Regions from separate parts of the Pan troglodytes genome. Here region 1 is linked to region 2. The links are chromatin contacts, called in public HiChIP or PLAC-seq maps. All regions are on one chromosome and are shown on one strand. The core of a region is the stretch at or near the end of the contact, and the rest is flanking DNA. Distances in the headings are between cores, read along the strand shown. Region 1 holds the start of YAF2 (YY1 associated factor 2). Region 2 holds the start of ZCRB1 (zinc finger CCHC-type and RNA binding motif containing 1).

What was found. HiChIP or PLAC-seq counts read pairs in DNA pulled down with a chosen protein or histone mark.
Region 1: an H3K4me3 HiChIP or PLAC-seq map of stem cell-derived excitatory neurons shows a contact between it and region 2, with 4 times the contacts expected there. The contact joins the promoter of YAF2 here to the promoter of ZCRB1 in region 2. A contact is called at or near these places in 1 of 7 Hi-C or Micro-C datasets (stem cell-derived neural progenitor cells) and 1 of 1 datasets of contacts at active chromatin or transcription factors (stem cell-derived excitatory neurons).

The regions. Positions count from the first base shown.
Region 1 is chr10:53,608,994-53,612,986 of NHGRI_mPanTro3-v2.0_pri, reverse strand. It overlaps YAF2 (YY1 associated factor 2), which reads right to left and starts at 2,476. Exons shown (of 5, transcript XM_063785771.1): 1 at 2,254-2,476; 2 at 1,698-1,823. The coding sequence starts at 1,722.
Region 2 is chr10:53,520,617-53,524,501 of NHGRI_mPanTro3-v2.0_pri, reverse strand. It overlaps ZCRB1 (zinc finger CCHC-type and RNA binding motif containing 1), which reads right to left and starts at 1,555. Exons shown (of 8, transcript XM_001167603.5): 1 at 1,326-1,555. It overlaps PPHLN1 (periphilin 1), which reads left to right and starts at 1,444. Exons shown (of 12, transcript XM_063785757.1): 1 at 1,444-1,631.

The DNA.
Region 1 (3,993 bases), core at 1,227-3,726, 88 kb before region 2:
AGCTGCCACCACCTACTCTATTTCTCAGGGTTCCTCTAACCCCAAGACTGGCTGTGGAGTAGGACACCAGCTTCCCCCCTTCCTTGCTGTCCCTGCAAATAAACATATAGGCTCTTCTAGTTTCAGTATTTTTCTAATGGCTACAAGAAAATAGAGAGGGAACAACAAAAAGCAATAATATATAGTACCAGAGATCAAGATTATAATTGTTTCCACTTTAATGTTCCTGCCTCCAAAAAACGAATTTTCTAAAAATTGCTTATTGAGCATTTTAAAAAGCACAAAGTACTAACACAGATACACAAATATACTCTAAACCAACTCCAACCTTACACAGCCAAGAAGATACTCTGCTTTTCAAAATACTTAAATCACAAATCACGGGTCCAAAAATAGTAACCACAATCATTTTAGCAAATACTTTTTTTCTTTTTGGAATGTTCTGTTGTAATCCCTTAAATTTAGCATACGTTTGAAAGTTTGCTTTTTGAATATGAAAAATGTACCAAATATTTTATCCATTGTGGGAATATACAAAAAGCATATGATGATTTACAAAAAACAAGCATGTCAAAACCAGGGAGCTTCACTGAGAAATTTTTCAGATAAGTTACTGTCAACCATTCCTGTCTCTAAATTTTAAACTTAATAAAATTCTGTAAACGGTGTTTTTCAAAAAAATCAAGATCTCATTTTTTAGAAATCTAACGTCTACTGAATATTTGTATATGTCAATATTACATGTGCCTTCTTTTTTAAAGCAACAGTAAGATTAGTATGCTTATTGTTATAGTTTAGTTTCTAATGGACTTTGTAATATCAAAATACATATCTTCTCTAAATATTAAGTAATAAATCACAGGATTATATTTAATTCAAAGGGTACCTTCGTATAAGAATCAAGGAGCTCGATAACTAAGTGCTGACAGATTAAGAATGCCACTGACTGAATTTCCTGGATGATTTTCTTTATTCACTTAATTCAAAGTCATTTTTTAAAAGACAGAGTTATTATACTGCAAGCTTACAATAAATAAAGCCTGAAAATAGGCAGAGATCTTTTCATCTCATTTGTCTAAGAGACTGCCATTTAATCAAACTAAAGATATAAAGGTACTTTCAGTAAAAATCTGTTCCTGTGACTGGGCTCATCTCCAACTACTTATTTATAAAATATTAGAGTACTGGAATAAAAACACTAAATAAAACCTTGATCTGACCCTTCCAGAAGTACATGTAGAAAAAGAAGTTTTAATATATTGTGTATTCTGCAATCAGATACTTTTCTTTCTTTAGGAACGAAATTAAATTACATCCTTTGCTCCTAAAGAGGATTTTATGGGTTTTCCTTGATCCCCACACACTAACACAACAATGCAGCCAACATTTTTATACCCAGAGTGGGGAGAGGGGCATTACACCCAGCGATACGAATTAAATCGCAGTAGCTAATGCCTCCCTTAAATAATTTATTCTCTCTTGGCAGCAAAAAACGTTACAGCCTCTTCAATTACCCCTCACCGCAAACCATCGCCTGGGTTGCGATCAATGTGACCCAGTTCCTATCGCCACAGCCACCTCCGTCTGCCTCCTCCCGCCGGGTCCGCGAGTGTCATGGGAGGGGGCGGCAGCCGCAGGGGCGTCCTCTGGTCGCCACCCCGCCGGCCGGCGGCGCGAGGGGCAGGCCCGGGACTCACCGGGTGGAGGTGCCCTTCCGCACATCGCACATCATGCACTTGAAGGCCTCGGCGCTGTTCCGGAAGGTGCAGACGCTACAGTCCCAGTAACCCTCATCCGAGGACGGCTTCGGCTGCCGCTTCGGCCTGCAGGACACAACCCGGACACGACGCGGCGCGGGGTCACCAGCAGGCCGCGCCCGGTGCCCGGGCCCCGCGGCCGCCCCCGCCCCGCCCCCCGCCCCAATTCTGCGACCCCCGCCCCGCGGGCCCCCGGCGCGCCGCGCTCCGGCTGAGGGGGAAGGGAATCAGGAAGAGGCAGGGCGCGAGCGCGGCCGCAGTCGCCGCCGCCACAGCCGCTCTGACACCCGGGCGGCCACTCCGGTCGCCGCCGCCATCGCGGCTCCATTGTGGGGCGGCCGGCGCCGGCCCCCTCAAGCGGCAGCACTCGCACACCAGCGGCGCTGCCCCCGTGCTCGCCCCGGTGCCCGGGCGGCTAGCGAGGCGGCCACCCGAAGCCCTGCACGAGGGCCCTGCCGCCCGCACAGTCCGGGCCCCGGGGCCCGGGCGCTGTTACCTGGTGGGGCTCTTCTTGTCTCCCATGGCTTGGCTATCAACGCACGCCGAGAGTCGCCGCCGCGACCGCTCTGTTTGTCAATAAGGAGGATAATAAGCCGGGCGGAAGCGGGCGGGGGAGGAGGGAGGGAGGGGGCGGGGAAGGCCGCACCGCCGCGCTCGGGAGCCGCCGCCGGATCCCACGCAGCTTCCAGCTGTCGGGGAAACTCCTGCCTGGGCGCACGTGACCCCCGCCGGCCAACCAGCAGCCGCGCCGGAGACTTCAAACGCGGCCAGCGCGGCCCAGCACCCGCGGCGAGTTAGCTGACGGGCGGTGCGGGGGTGGCCGCGGTGGCCGCGGCTGCCCCGGGCGCCGGCGCCGCCTCTCCGCGCTGTTCCCCCGTTGCCCCCTTGGTACCCCCGGCTGCCGGGGACTGCCTCGCGCTCCAGAGCCCCTCTGAGGAGGAAAACGTCTGTCCCACCGACTGGCAGGGGATGCTCCTCATCCCGTGCGAAGCCTGGTCCAAGGTAGGGCCGGCCGGCGTTCGGAGGCCTGTCCAGGTCTGGACAGAAGTGCCAGCCCGGGGTCTCCAGGTAGAACGACTTTCCTGGCCTCCGCTGTCCTTAGCTACCCAGCCCCCGCCTGCAGGATACCGGGGGCAAGGCGGGAACCAACACGCAGCGCCATTGCTACATGCCTTAAAGCACTGTCTGGTTTATGCACACAGATGCTCTAACAAGTAGGGATTGTCACCCCTAACTTAGAGGAATTGAAATCAAGACTCAAGAGAGATTAGGTGACTTCATCTAGGCTACATAATTAGAAAATGACAAAGCCAAGAGTCTAACTCTGTTTTAATTCCAAACGCGCCCTTTTGGCCTCTCAGGCCTCTGCAGTAGCTGCTTTTGAAAGAAACCCCTATATACTCATAAGTCCTTTTTAAATATAAGGAGTTTGCATGTCCCCTCAACGCTGTCTGCTAACAAAAGAACACCTTCCCAGGTCTCTACGTCAACATACTAAAGGTCCTCATACTCCAGACTCCAGCAACAGCCATCTAACTGGTCTCCGAAGCTCCACTTCCACCTCCCCAATGTATTCAGTAATCCACAACCAGATTAATAATAAAATGCTGTTAATACTATGCCACCACTCTGATCAAGAACCACTAACGACTTGCCCACACTCCTTAGCCTGGCATTCAAAGGCTTCACACATTTTCCCTACCTCTGCCTCCCTCTCCCATAAGGAAAGCTGCCTCCTGACAAAGAGTGCAGATGAAATTCATTCCCTTACCAGAACCCTTCCTTCATGCACATGGGTTACTTCTGCATAAAGTATATCCCTCTTTAACTGTGCTGTTTCTGTCCATCTTTCTAGGTTTACATCAAGTCCGAATTCATGTAAAATAATTTTATAGCTAAACTACATAGGAAATAATACAGTCAGAAGCCCAGGATTCTCAGCCTGCTTCTCCTGTTTCTTAGCTGATAGACCTTGGAAGTATTGCTTAATTTCTGTAATTCTCAACGTTTTCATATTCTGAATGGCATCTATATGAGATTGTTGTGCGATTAATAATAACATTTTTTGGCCGGGCGCGGTGGCTCACGCGTGTAATCCCAGCACTTTGGGAGGCCGAGGCGGGCGGATCACCTGAGGTCAGGAGTTCACAAGACCAGCCTGGCCAACGTGGCGAAACCCCATCTCTATTAAAAAATACAAATATTAGCCAGCTGTGGTGGCGGGCGCCTGTAATCT
Region 2 (3,885 bases), core at 306-2,805:
GTTAGGAACAATGACTCCAGCAGGCTGAATTAAGGAATTCCTTTTTCCCAGTCACCACTTAAAAAAAATTCTTTTTTGGTTCTTCTTCTTTCAAGTATTCTTTATACCAACACTTTCAGTGCCAGATTGTATGGGTAGGGAGACGGGTTTTAAATAGATGAAGGAAAAACCCTGAGGCTACTCCTAACTTCCACTCAGACTATGAGCAAAAAAAATGCTCTAATGAATATGTACTGTATATGTACAATACCTGCACCTTGCTTACCCAGGTCAGAAAGAGCATGGGGACTCAGACAGAACCTTAGCCACTGATTTTTGCTAATACACAGTCATGCTATGCTTAATGAAGGAGGTATGTTCTGAGTGTTACGTGATTTCACAGTGCAGACATCACAGGGTGTACTGAGACAAACCTAGATGGTCTAGCCTATTGCTCCTAGGCTACAACCTGTATAGCATGTTAATGTAGTGAATAATGTAGACAGTTGAAACACAATGGTAAATATTTACATAGCTAAACACAGAAAACGTACACTAAAAATATGGTACAATGTATTACACTCTTAGGAGACCACTGTGGTATATGTGGTTTGTTGTTAATCAAAAAGTTGTTATGCTGTGCATGCCTGTACTATGGCTGGGTACCTTTTTTGCTTGTCTTAATATTTTTTTTCTCTGGAGTGGTGTGTTAAGAGGAAAATTTTCTTTTCCCCTTTTAGTATGATGTTAAGGAGTAAATTTAAGCTTTATGTATCGACAATATAAACTTCTTTCGAAACGCTAATTTTGCTTATTGCCAAATTATGAAATGATACATTATATAAATAGGCTTGGTGCCTCGAAGAGACAGACCTGTAGGTATGTGTGTATATGTATATAAAGTTTACAAATGTAATCAGTAATTTTCACATTTTATCTTACAAAGTCAGCAAATTACCGTGAAAATATCAGGCTCAACCAAATTCAAATTTCTGATTTAAAAAGAGCGTGCGGTGTGTATTTGAGATGGGAAGATCAACCATCACAAATGGAAAAATACTGACTCTATGGCATGCCAATTCGTGAAGGAATGAGAAAACTGCCTCACGTTTGGTGTTATGGGGGAATTATTTAGAAAACTTCAGGAACTCAACATAGATACGTCGCTTTTTAAGTTTCTCATTTGAAACTATGCGTTACACGTTCTGCTGAGAGCCGCGAAGGCAGGCAGAGGTTAACGTCCTGGAATAAAAAGGGTGGCGGGAGAGAGGGGCAGAGCGTTTTGGCAGCCGAGTCTGGGGAGGGAGCCCCGCAGGAGAGAAGGCCGCAGCTGAGGAGGCGTTTACCTTCAGGTGGGTTGGGCCTGGGAGACCAGAAGAGTGCGAGCCCTCGGCTCAGCTGGGGCTCAACCCCGACTCTTCGTAGCCGCTCGCAGCGGCCTTGGCATCACGAGTCCTGGGAGGAGTCAGGCGCGGAGAGCAGATAGCAGCAGCCACGGTGCTTCTTCCCGGCTGTTTGAGATCCGGGCCCCGAAGGCGGGCCCAGAGGCGAGCGCTTCGCTAACGTCATTGCGCGCGCCGGAAGTACTTACCTGGGATAACGGCGGCGAGCGGACGGCTGCATTTACGGGGTCTCCCGGAGGGCCAGAGTCGGTGAGCGCTTTTTACCTTTCCCAGAGATGGATGCAGAGCGTGTGCGGGCTGCTAAACGAGGGGGAGTGGGCGGGAGTTTTCTGTGTCGGGTCCTGGATTCTCCTGCCTTTGAATTGTGCGACAATTCTGCCCATGCGGTTGAGGGTGGAGAGACGCAGTGGAGTTTGGAATAAAGGGAAGTATTGAGTCTAAGATAGGGGTTCGCGTCTCTGTAGCGCCTTAATATGCAAGAAGACGACTGAGCTAGGTAACTTCAGTGACCCGAGAGGAGTCAGGAAGTCGGTAATTTTACTGAAGGTGTTCGCGGTACCCAGCTATTAAGGCACTTTGGGAACTACAAAATAAACAGACCTTTTATGTTTTGTTTTGTTTTGTTTTCTGGTGAAGATCTCAGTCTATTTGGGGAGACGAGGTCAACTTGGGGAGAGTTGGATTCACAGAATGACTCATCTTTAGTATGGGTATGGACAAATGTTGAACTTCTTGGCACCTTTTCTCTTCCTGTAAATCTATAATGGCTACGCACTGCTTTTTCTCTAAGAGGCCATAACATGCCCACCATTCCTACAGAAAAATCAGAACGTAATGCAAGGTAATTTATACTTCTACCTACCAGCACATACAGACCAGGCCTCTAACCACTCCCTGGGAGCCTGCGTTCCAGCAGCCTGGAACCCACAGCCTCTCCTGGAGCCTGCACAATCAATCCAGAGTGAAGCCGATGTCTTCTATAGAGACGGAAGTACAATCCATCCAGGGCGCAGCTGAATTTTGAGAGGCCTGAATGCCTCCGTGGCCGACAGGAGACCGCTGGCACTAATTCTCTAGGCATACTTGTGGCCAGCCAAACTTACCATGCTTTACATCTCTGTTATCCTTGGTTACCGCCCAAGATGTAAGCTTCTGTGGTCTTCTGTGCTATAGTCTCATTTCCGTGCTGCTTTGTGCTTTCTTTCGACTTAGGCTATCACTGCTTCTTCGTTTCTTCCCCATTTAACCCCTCAACACCCCATCTGTGCTTTCTGAAACCTCTATTTCCTGCTTAAACTATTTTACATATTCAACTTCTTTAGTGAAATTCTCCTTCATCTCCTAACCTTAACTATTGATAACACGTAGATTTTCCTGCCAGCCATTTCAGTTGAGCCCTTTCTCTGACCCTGCATTTAAAGTTTGGGCATGGCTGTAGCCGTGTTGAACGGATTTCAATTCCTCAGAATACTTTCTTCCCTCAGTATCTTCACAAAGGCTCTTTTCTCTCTCTGGGACATTTGAGCTCCCTGTTTCCTCCTATCTTTTTCTGGATAACTTCTATTAAAGATCTGAGTTTAGCTGTCACTTTACTTGAGGGGTATACCCTAACTTCCATAGAGTTAGGTATTTTTGCTATGTACTCTTAGCTGCCCTGCACTTCCCTCACGGCATTTATCACACGTATCTTAATTGCTTCTTTGCCATCCCTACTAAGCGAGACTGTCGGTGAGGGACTGTGTTTGTCTCGTTTATCTTTGTAACTCCAGTAGCTAATACAGTTCTTGGCACATAAGACAGTCAGTTATTTCTTGAATGATTGCAGGTGCTGAAGGTATGGTCTCAGAGATCAGGCAGTTAACGTTAATGAATACTTCACCCGTAGAAGGGGTCACCTGCCACTCAGCTACAGCTGATTGTGGCTATGTGAGAATATGATCCCAGTTTTGCCAGAACATCTAATTTTTTCAAAAAAAGTTGGAAATACCATTTTTAAAAAAGCATCCTCTCCCAGTTTTTAAATGTTGTCAGTGGAATAGAATTTTATTAAAAAAAAAAAGTGGGTCAAACACAAGTCTCATATGGCCTATCAGTCACTAGTTTGGAATCTGTTTTAAGTCTTGTAGGGTTTATATAATGGGCTTTGTGGAGAATAATAGATTTTGAGTTGGGCCTTGATGGACCGTTGGATGTTGAATGAGAGAATGGAAAAAGATATCCCGTTTGGAAAATAAACAGCTCCGTGGTAGTATGTGTTAGTCTGTTTGTGGCACAGTAAGGAAACAGGCATAATTATATGCTTTTGGAGAGAATAGAAGGTTAGATATAATAGAAGGAGGCATATGGAAGATAGAAGTTTGGATTTATTATGATTAATAAAAAACCTCTTGGATTCTTGATCCTGGAAACTTCACATTATGAATATGCGTTAACAGTTGATTATCCTTTTTTAGGGTAAAATGGAGGGTAAAACACTGGAAGGAGGCTGACCGGTTAAGGCCTT